3 separate regions of the Zea mays genome follow, and regions 2 and 3 are each linked to region 1. Evidence: chromatin contacts called from public Hi-C data. All regions are on one chromosome and are shown on one strand. Each heading gives the region's core, a stretch centred on a gene start, on an enhancer-like site or on the middle of the called end of the contact. The rest is flanking DNA. Distances are from core to core; before and after follow the strand shown.

The links. A called contact is a pair of places that touch in the nucleus more often than the background predicts.
Region 2: a Hi-C map of leaf shows a contact between it and region 1, with 4 times the contacts expected there. The contact joins the enhancer-like site here to the promoter of LOC100283968 in region 1. A contact is called at or near these places in 6 of 25 Hi-C or Micro-C datasets (bundle sheath, ear, leaf and 1 more).
Region 3: a contact with region 1 is called in a Hi-C map of leaf, with 4 times the contacts expected there. The contact joins the promoter of LOC103630811 here to the promoter of LOC100283968 in region 1. A contact is called at or near these places in 2 of 25 Hi-C or Micro-C datasets (ear and leaf).

Annotation. Positions count from the first base shown.
Region 1 is chr1:3,280,782-3,283,553 of Zm-B73-REFERENCE-NAM-5.0, forward strand. LOC100283968 (ATP binding protein) reads right to left here and starts at 1,368. Exons shown (of 1, transcript NM_001156866.1): 1 at 1-1,368. The coding sequence starts at 1,282.
Region 2 is chr1:3,127,995-3,130,766 of Zm-B73-REFERENCE-NAM-5.0, forward strand. No RefSeq gene overlaps it. Among protein-coding and RNA genes, the nearest start is that of LOC103630728, 14 kb to the left of the region's middle. Within about 2 kb of position 1,432, at least 18 of the 20 cell types and tissues checked have an H3K27ac peak or open chromatin away from gene starts, as enhancers often do. A contact at or near this core is called in bundle sheath, ear, leaf and 1 more, where this site is marked.
Region 3 is chr1:3,435,873-3,438,644 of Zm-B73-REFERENCE-NAM-5.0, forward strand. LOC103630811 (pentatricopeptide repeat-containing protein At3g53170) reads right to left here and starts at 1,426. Exons shown (of 3, transcript XM_008651876.4): 1 at 958-1,426; 2 at 1-854. The coding sequence starts at 1,287. It overlaps LOC103644382, which reads left to right and starts at 2,668. Exons shown (of 3, transcript XM_020547078.2): 1 at 2,668-2,728. The coding sequence starts at 2,668.

The DNA of each region.
Region 1 (2,772 bases), core at 118-2,617:
GGTTCCGCGGCGGCGCGGCGCCTCCGGACGCGACGCGCTGGAGCTTGGTGATCACGCTGCGGAGCGCGCGGCTCGGGGACGCGCGGTTGGCCAGCATGATCTCGCCAAGCTCGGCCGGGCTGAGGCGGGCGCCGGCGGCGTGGAACCCCTCCTCCACCTGCGGGTACAGCTTGTGGTCCTTGAGCCCCAGGTAGTTGCTGGCCAGCGCCTTGAAGGCCTCGAAGTCGCAGAGCGTGAACTGGATGTGCACGTCCAGCCGGCCCGGGCGCACCACCGCGGCGTCCACGGCGTCCTTGCCCCCGCGCATGGTGAACACCATGACACGCTCCTCGCCGCAGCACGACGCGATGCCGTCCATGAAGCTCAGCACCCTGGCCGCGCGCGCCTCCGCGTCCCCGCCGCCGCCCTGCAGGTACCGGTCCAGGTCCTCGACGAGGACGAGCGAGCGCGGGGTGGTGTGCAGGAGCAGCGCGCGGAGGTCGTCGCCGGCGGCGTCGGCGCGAGACAGGTCGACGTCGTAGACGTCGTAGCCCAGGAACCTGGCCATGGCCGCCGCGAACGTGGACTTGCCGGTGCCCGGCGGGCCGTAGAGGAGGTAGCTCCGGCGCCAGACGCGGCCGAGGCGGTGGTAGTAGGCGCGGCCCTTGAGGAAGCTCTCGAGGTCGGCGCGGACGCGGGCCTTGAGGTCCGGGTCCATGGCCACGGCGTCGAGCGTGGCCGGGTGGGTGAAGGGCGCCGACGCCCAGCGCGGCGCGCCCGTGGTCGCGTCCACGGCGGTGTTGGCGAAGAGGCGCAGCTCGCGGCGGCGCTGCTCCATCTCCTCTGCCACGGACTCCACGTGCTGCAGGTAAGGTCGCAGCACGCGGGAGCGGTCGTGGCGGCGCACGCGCAGCACCAGGCGCTCGCCGCCCGCGCTGGTCCACGCGAGGCGCGCGCCAAGGTACGTGTCCCTCGCGGTGTGGCCCGGGCCGAGCTGCAGGGACAGCCCGCCGTTGGTCCTTGACGCCGACGACACCACGCACGCAGCGTCGGCGTCCTCCAGCGACGGCAGCGCCGCCACGTACGCGGCGACCTTGCGGAACAGCGGGTTCTCTGCGCCGTCGCACCCGCACTGGGCCCCGGCGAAGCGCGGCACCTCGTGGTACTGGTACGCCTGCGCCCACTCGTCGGCGCACCGCCACAGGCGGCGCAGCGCGTAGAGCGCCGACTTGTAGGACAGCAGCAGCCGCAGCGCCGCGAGCGCGAGGGCGGCGTACGCGAGCATGCCGCCGTGCGGTGGCATGGCGGGCGGCTCCCTGTGTCCGTGTCGTGGTCGTGGATGCCCTGGCCTCGTCCTGTTGCCGATGTGAGAGGTAGGGCTTTATTATCGTTTGTAGAGGAGGGAGGTGGTTGCTGAAATGCTCTTTGACGAGAGCAATGGCGGTCAAAGAAGGTGGATAGAAAAGCTTGGCCGCAGGCAATCAGGCGCAGCCTGCGTTTGACTTCTGAGAACCATTGGGCCCGGCGTTTCAGATTCCCAGTTCCATGAACGACGGAATCGGCCCAAAATGGAACAACTGGAAGAAGAAAAAAAAAACTGATTTAAAAATTTCGTGCCGTTTGCTAGACTTGAAACCTGACGAAAAGATGCACTGTTTTTTCTTTATCGGCGACAAATTCACGGTGAAAGTCTACTGTATAGAAACGTCGCCCTGATGCATTGCAGAGTGGTTGTGATGGGTGTATCTAGTCATCGGACGCCGCCACGTGGCCTGACATTCAAGCTCATGAGTCATGCCGTGTGTGTTTTATTTGAAACCATTGAGGTATATTTGCCGTGTGGTTAAAACCTACTCGCTCCATTTGAGAATGGAAAAGTATACATACATTGTTAGTCAATACAAGGCTTACGTCACGTTCCGGTCTTCATCTTTTTTTAAATTTTTTTTGCATGCTTAGAGGGTGTGTTAGGCTGAATAGATCTTGCTCGTAAACCTTAGCCACCGGATATGTGACGTTGTGTTCTTGAAGAAAAAATACTTGACAAATCACATGATTGTATGGACTGTTGTACATGGTAGAGAGAGAGAGAGAGAGACTGATGGATGAATCATGAATTTATGGCATATCGCCGTGGCACTGGAGCTGCCGATCGGATCGATCGCGAGGGAAGGTCATGGAGTACAATGCGTACTCCACTGTACATGAATTTACATTACTGCTGGATGAATCCGTCCGTCGATTTGATTATGAAATGCTACTACGGCTTTTGGCATCGGCCATCAGGTAGTAGAGTAGAGGGACAGGAGGAGTAGTCTGCAGTCGCCTTCCGGGTCTCCAATGTGCTGCTGACTTTAATCGATTGTTTTGAAAACAAAATATGCGTTGACATTGCCACATCTAGATGATGGAGACATGTGGCATTTCCCGCTAGCTCCGTCGTAGCTCTACTATTGGACTACCTGATTCATCGAAAAAACAAGAATTACATTCTTTCTCTCTGTCTGTCTCTCTGTAACCAAGGGGTGAGTACATTACATTTACATACATCATTCACCAAGGCGCACGGTGATTGTTGGACTACGGGAGTACGGTAGCAAGCGATCAACGTAAGCAACACTCAACAAGCTGTGCAATTGATGAGCCGCCCTGCCCGTTGGACGGCGTACACGTACCTACCAGCTGCTGTAGCAAAAGAGCATGATCCATTTTTATTAAGCTTCATATTCAGGGGGAACCTATTCTGAAATTGGTTTCACACAAACAAGCAAGCGTCACCGTGAATTCTATTCA
Region 2 (2,772 bases), core at 182-2,681, 150 kb before region 1:
TCAACAAAATCGGAGGGCGGAGTGCAGTAGACCGTCTTAGAAAGAATGTCATGCAGGAAAGCATTCTTAACGTCGAGCTGATGAATTGTCAATTTCTAGAGAGAGCCAAGTTGGAGACGATATAGATGATGGTGGGCTTGACGACCGAACTGAAAGTCTCGTCGAAGTCGACGCCAGGACGCTGGGTGAAGCCACGAAGGACCTAGCGAGCTTTATACCGATCCAAGGTACCGTCAGATAGGAGCTTGTGCTTGAATATCCATTTGCTGGTGACGATGTGGGCGCTCGGCGACCGAGAAACGAGAGTCTAGGTGTTGTTGTGGACGAATGCCTAGAACTCCTCATCCACCGCCACGTGCCAGTGCAGGTTGTCGAGGGCGTGACGATATGTCGAGGGCAATGACCTAGAGCAGTCGAGGCTGAGCGAAGCCACTCTTTGCACGAGTGCGCATCAAGTGAATGTTGACGATGGGCATAGTTGGTACGACACCGTAGGGGAGAGGTACAGGTATAGATATCCAAACGGGCCACCCGGTACGGACCCAGCCCGAACCCGTTTCGGCCCGGTACGAATAGGGTTAGGCCAGGCACGGTCCGTTGATGCTTCGGGCCGGGTCGGACTGGCCCACGTGCCTAGGGACATGCCCGAACCCGGCACGCACAGGGAAAAATCGTGCCGGACCGGCCCGTTGGCCCGGTGGGCCTCAACGTACCGGGCCGGCCACTGGCCCGAACCAACAGTAGAGCAGTATATAAATACATACATTTAACAAAATTAATCATATATAATAACATATTATTTATATATATATATTTATATATATTAAGACAACAAAATTCATTTATCAATTCACAAGATAATATTATATTAATACAAATATGAAATGATCACTCAGTCTGCGTCTGTATTTATGTATGCATTTATTCTGCTTAGAATTAAATGTATCAATATTTATATATGCATTTTATATTTATGTATGCATTTTATATATGTTTGGTCGCGTATTTAGTATTTATATATTATGAGAGAATTAAATGCATGTATTTATCAATGCATTTATATTATGTTTGGTCGGGCTGTTCTCATGCATTTATATTGTGTTCAAATATGCGGGCCGCTGTCGGGCCGACCCATTTATCGTGCCGGGCCGGACCAAAGCACGCGGGCCACCGTATCTGCCCATACCCGGCCCGCTAAACAGGCCGTGCCGGGCCGTGTTTGGACCGGGCTAAATTCGTGTCGTGCCACGGGCCAAACGGGCGACCCGCACTGTTTGGACATCTATAGGCATAGGTACGAGCCGCACAAGGGACCCTCACGGACCGTTGATCGAGTGCTGGAACCTATCCCTAGTGCCACAGTAGTCCAGCAGGCGGCTGCCCAGGGTCTCGAGGCCCATTGGCTATGGGGGTCGGCCCACTCGAGGCGTCTGGTGGAGCAGATGCCAGAGGGTTGCCTGGTGGGCTTGAATGGCGAGGCACAGTTGAAGGCATCCCAGGGGAGCGACCATGTAGGCCATTTGGGCCGGTTGAAGTGGGAGGTGTGGGGGATAGACATCCCCGAGTCCGCATGAACACATAAACACCTCATGAGCCACCTGATGTGCCTCCCGATGGCCTGTCTAGCGAGACATGCTCTCGGGCCACAACCAGGCCGGACGTCCGAGACCGAGTTATGCGCAGACCAAAATGCTAATATCTTGCGCAAAGAGATTGCGCGCACCCAAAGGGCTAAACACTTGGCGCTAACTCGACCGAAGAAGCGACAGAACTACGAATAAACAGGACTGCATGCCACGTTAAAGGAGGATTTATGTAGAGTAGAACTGATCACAACTTGTAAAGGGATAACTCTCTGGTCATCTATATAAGGCCAAGAGGGTACCCCTACGAAAACATCTCTCACCCATCTCATCCGGTCACATCCTAGCACCACCTCATAGCTCATTAGCCTTCCAGTAGCAATCACACGCTGCTAGATCAATAGGAGAACTCATCCTCCACCACCCTCAGCTCGCTTGTAATATGTGAACACCAGTGAAATTTCAAATATACATCCTCAACAGGAAGTAGGGTGTTACGCGTTCTAGCAGCTCGAACCTGTATAAACCCTTGTGTGATCCGATGTGCTCCCGCACGTACCATCGAGTTGTAGTCAACGACGCTGTCCTATTCAAAAGCATCACATGGGGAGTCCCGTGGTGCGTAGTCGGGTCATAAACACCGACATCTGGCGCGCCAGGTAGAGGGTGCGACATTGATCCACAATGACTCCATGGCTATCATCTTCAACACTCCGGTCACCTTCAATGCTGGGGAGGTGTTCCACTTTGGATCCCTCTCCTGCATTGCAGATCAAGAAGGCGTCATGCACCGCATTGTGGATCCATCCGAGAAAAGATCTTCTCCGGTGGCACTAATTGCGGGGGTGGGTTCATCTCGCCTGACTCCAGCGAGGACTACACTAACGAACTCCAAGGCGCGGAAACCTCAATCAACTTCTGCCCCATGCAGGATTGCGCCCACATCGGGCGGACCTAGGGCCATAACAACACATGTGGCTCGACCGACCAAGGCTGCACTCCTGTCACGGCGGTCCCCTCTGTCCACGTCACCCACCCGGGTGTGGACCCAGATCACTCGGTGAAAAGAAGTGGATGGCCCCGGCACTGGTGTGGCCACGGGAACAAGACCGATGACTGTCTCGGCCACTCCGCTCACATGGGAGATGGCCAAAACATGGGACGCAGCCCTAAGCTCTTTATTCCTGGA
Region 3 (2,772 bases), core at 176-2,675, 160 kb after region 1:
ATGACCCCCGCAACCTTATCAAGAAGCCCGGCTTTGCTGTACCCGTTAACCAGCGAGCAGTAGGTGATGGGGTTGGGTTTGACACCCTGAATTTTCATAAGACGGAAATAGTACTCCATCTTTTCGATGTCGCCAGCACGTCCGAAACACTCTATTACTGTGTTGAAGGTAACGGCAGTTGGTGAGAAGAACCGTTTCTTCATGTATCTGAATATCGACATCATCTTGACATACATGCCAGCCTTACCATAAGACCTGATCATGATGTTGAACGTCTTGGTATCTGGCTCAACACCCATCAGCTGAAACTCACTGTAACTCTTCTCCATCTCATCTGTTCTTCCATGGTTGCCATACGCCCCGACGACGGAGTTCATGGTGTAAATGTCCGGCACATTGCTACCACTCTCAAGCATGGTGGAGAGCGCACCCTCCATCTCCTCGAACATGGCGGCCTTGCCGTACCCGTCAATTATCGCGTTGTGGATAACCGAATTGCATTCGATCCCCAGGTACGACATCTCGTCGAGAACGGCAGGGATCAGATCGAAGCGGCGCGACTTGGCGCAGCAATCAACGAGGACGGAGAAGGTGTACCCGTCCGGCTTGCAGTCAGCGGCGCCTTTCATCTGCTCGACAGCGGCCAGCGCGTGCTCCAGCAAGCCGCTGTAGCCGTACGCGCCGATAAGCGCCGTGTACACGTCTGCCGTCGGCCGGAGCCGCTCCGAGAGCATCTCCCTGAAGAGGCCGGCGGCGGGACCGGGCTGCCGGCACTTGCCGAGCATCATCAGCAACCGCGCGTAGGTCTGCGACCTCGGCTCGTACCAGTGCTGCTTCCGCAGCAGCTCGAAGATCTAGTGGCAAGGAAAGCAAGAGAGAGGTAAGAATCGTTGAGGAATGAAGAAGGAAGGCCCTCCGCGTGGAGGAAAGGGGGGAAAGCGGAGGGAGGGAGGGGACCTCGAGGGCGGACTCCCAGCGGCAGGCGGCGACAGCGGAGTCGAGGGCCTCGAGGACGGCGCGGGGCCAAAGGTTCGTGGACTGCTGCCGCGCGGCCGCAGCCTTGCGGGAGACGCCCGAGATGGCGGCCTCTGTGCGGAGGATGCGGGCGAGGGCGTCCGGCTGCTCGTACTCGGCCTCGGTCTCGCGGGTGGACGGGGACGAAGACGGTTTCTGCCGCCGACGCCGGCGGCCGGTGCCGCGTCGGGCAGCAGGCACGACAGGCGCACGGCTGGCGCGGGGAGCCGCGGCCGGGGAGCTGGTGGGCGGGAGCGGCGTCGGCAGGTTCATGGCGCTACGGGGACCTGGAATCGCTGGATGAGATAATTCAGTTCCAAATAGTGAAACAGGGTCGATGAGCGGCGAGACAAATTCAGCAGGGCCGTGGATTTGCTGGACGCCGGAGCGGCGTGTGCCGTCGCAGAGTGCGAGTATGTGCTTGGTAATTTGGTATGTTACGGCTTCATGTAGTCCATTTTAACAAAAAAAAACAGTTCTATTTTTTTTAAAAAAAATACTAGTCAGCCGATTTAGATCTATAAAATTTAGGGTCTGTTTGTTTACCCTCTTGATTATATAATCCAGCTTAAATAAGTTAAGTGATAAACAAACAATCCACATACTATTAGGTAGATTACGTAATCAAGATATTTAGATTATAATAATACACAAACAAATCAGCTTATATAATCCATAAGCTGAATTATATAATCTCATAGGGAAACAAATAAGGCCTTAGATTCGCTACATTGATAAATTAGGAAATAGATTCACCATTTTGATGACATTTTATAAGAAATGTTGTTTAGGAACTAAATTCAAATTACATTGATAAATTAGGAAATAGATTCACCATTTTGATGACATTTTATAAGAAATGTTGTTTAGGAACTAAATTCAAACAGTGGAGCTGAATTATATAATCTCATAATGTTTGTTTCAAATTCATGTGGATTGAGGGAAAACAAATCCACTACTAGTCAAAATTTACCTCGATCCACTCCAATACCTCTCAATCCACATGATTATGGGATGAAACGAACAAGACAATGTGTTAACTCTCCAATCTCCATGCTTGTTTGATCTCATTACAAAATACGCTGAACACAGCTGAAAGCCCGGCACTACATCACAGTTCACCAGCCTAAAAACTGGGAATGCAAAAGGTTCGGTGTAAAAGTTTGTGACAGCCATTACATTTGAAGTATCAGCAGCACAGGTCACTTGGCATACTTAAAAAAGACAGGCAAGGTGTCAACGGCAAGCAATCCATTTAACCAATTTCTTTGAGATGCAGAACTTTTGTTCCAATCAACAACGGTTACCAGCATCACGTTACAAGACAGCATTCAGACATATACTCGGAACAGTAACTCTTACGCAGACACACGGCTGCTCCGGGTACACTTGGCACGGCAAAATCATGTTGCTTACCACTTCCTCCTACTGGGTTCTTCCGAATCGACTGGCTACAAAAGATTTAAAGCATTGGTTATAATTATAAGTAATAGAATTCAAAGATGATTGAGAATCAGATGTAGCAAGCCGATAAGTATGTGCTTTTAAAGTTATGCCACTGAACGTCCATTTTCCTTCACATTTCGGTGTATTCACTCTGCAATTAAAGCATACAACTTCACGGAATTTCCTTACCTAGTATTGGTCATAACCATGGCTTCTCCTCTTATCATAGCGGTCATAAACAGGGCATCTGCCCTGTCGTTAGATCTGGGCATAAAACCCGAGCCCAAAGCCCTAAACCCGAAATAACCGAAC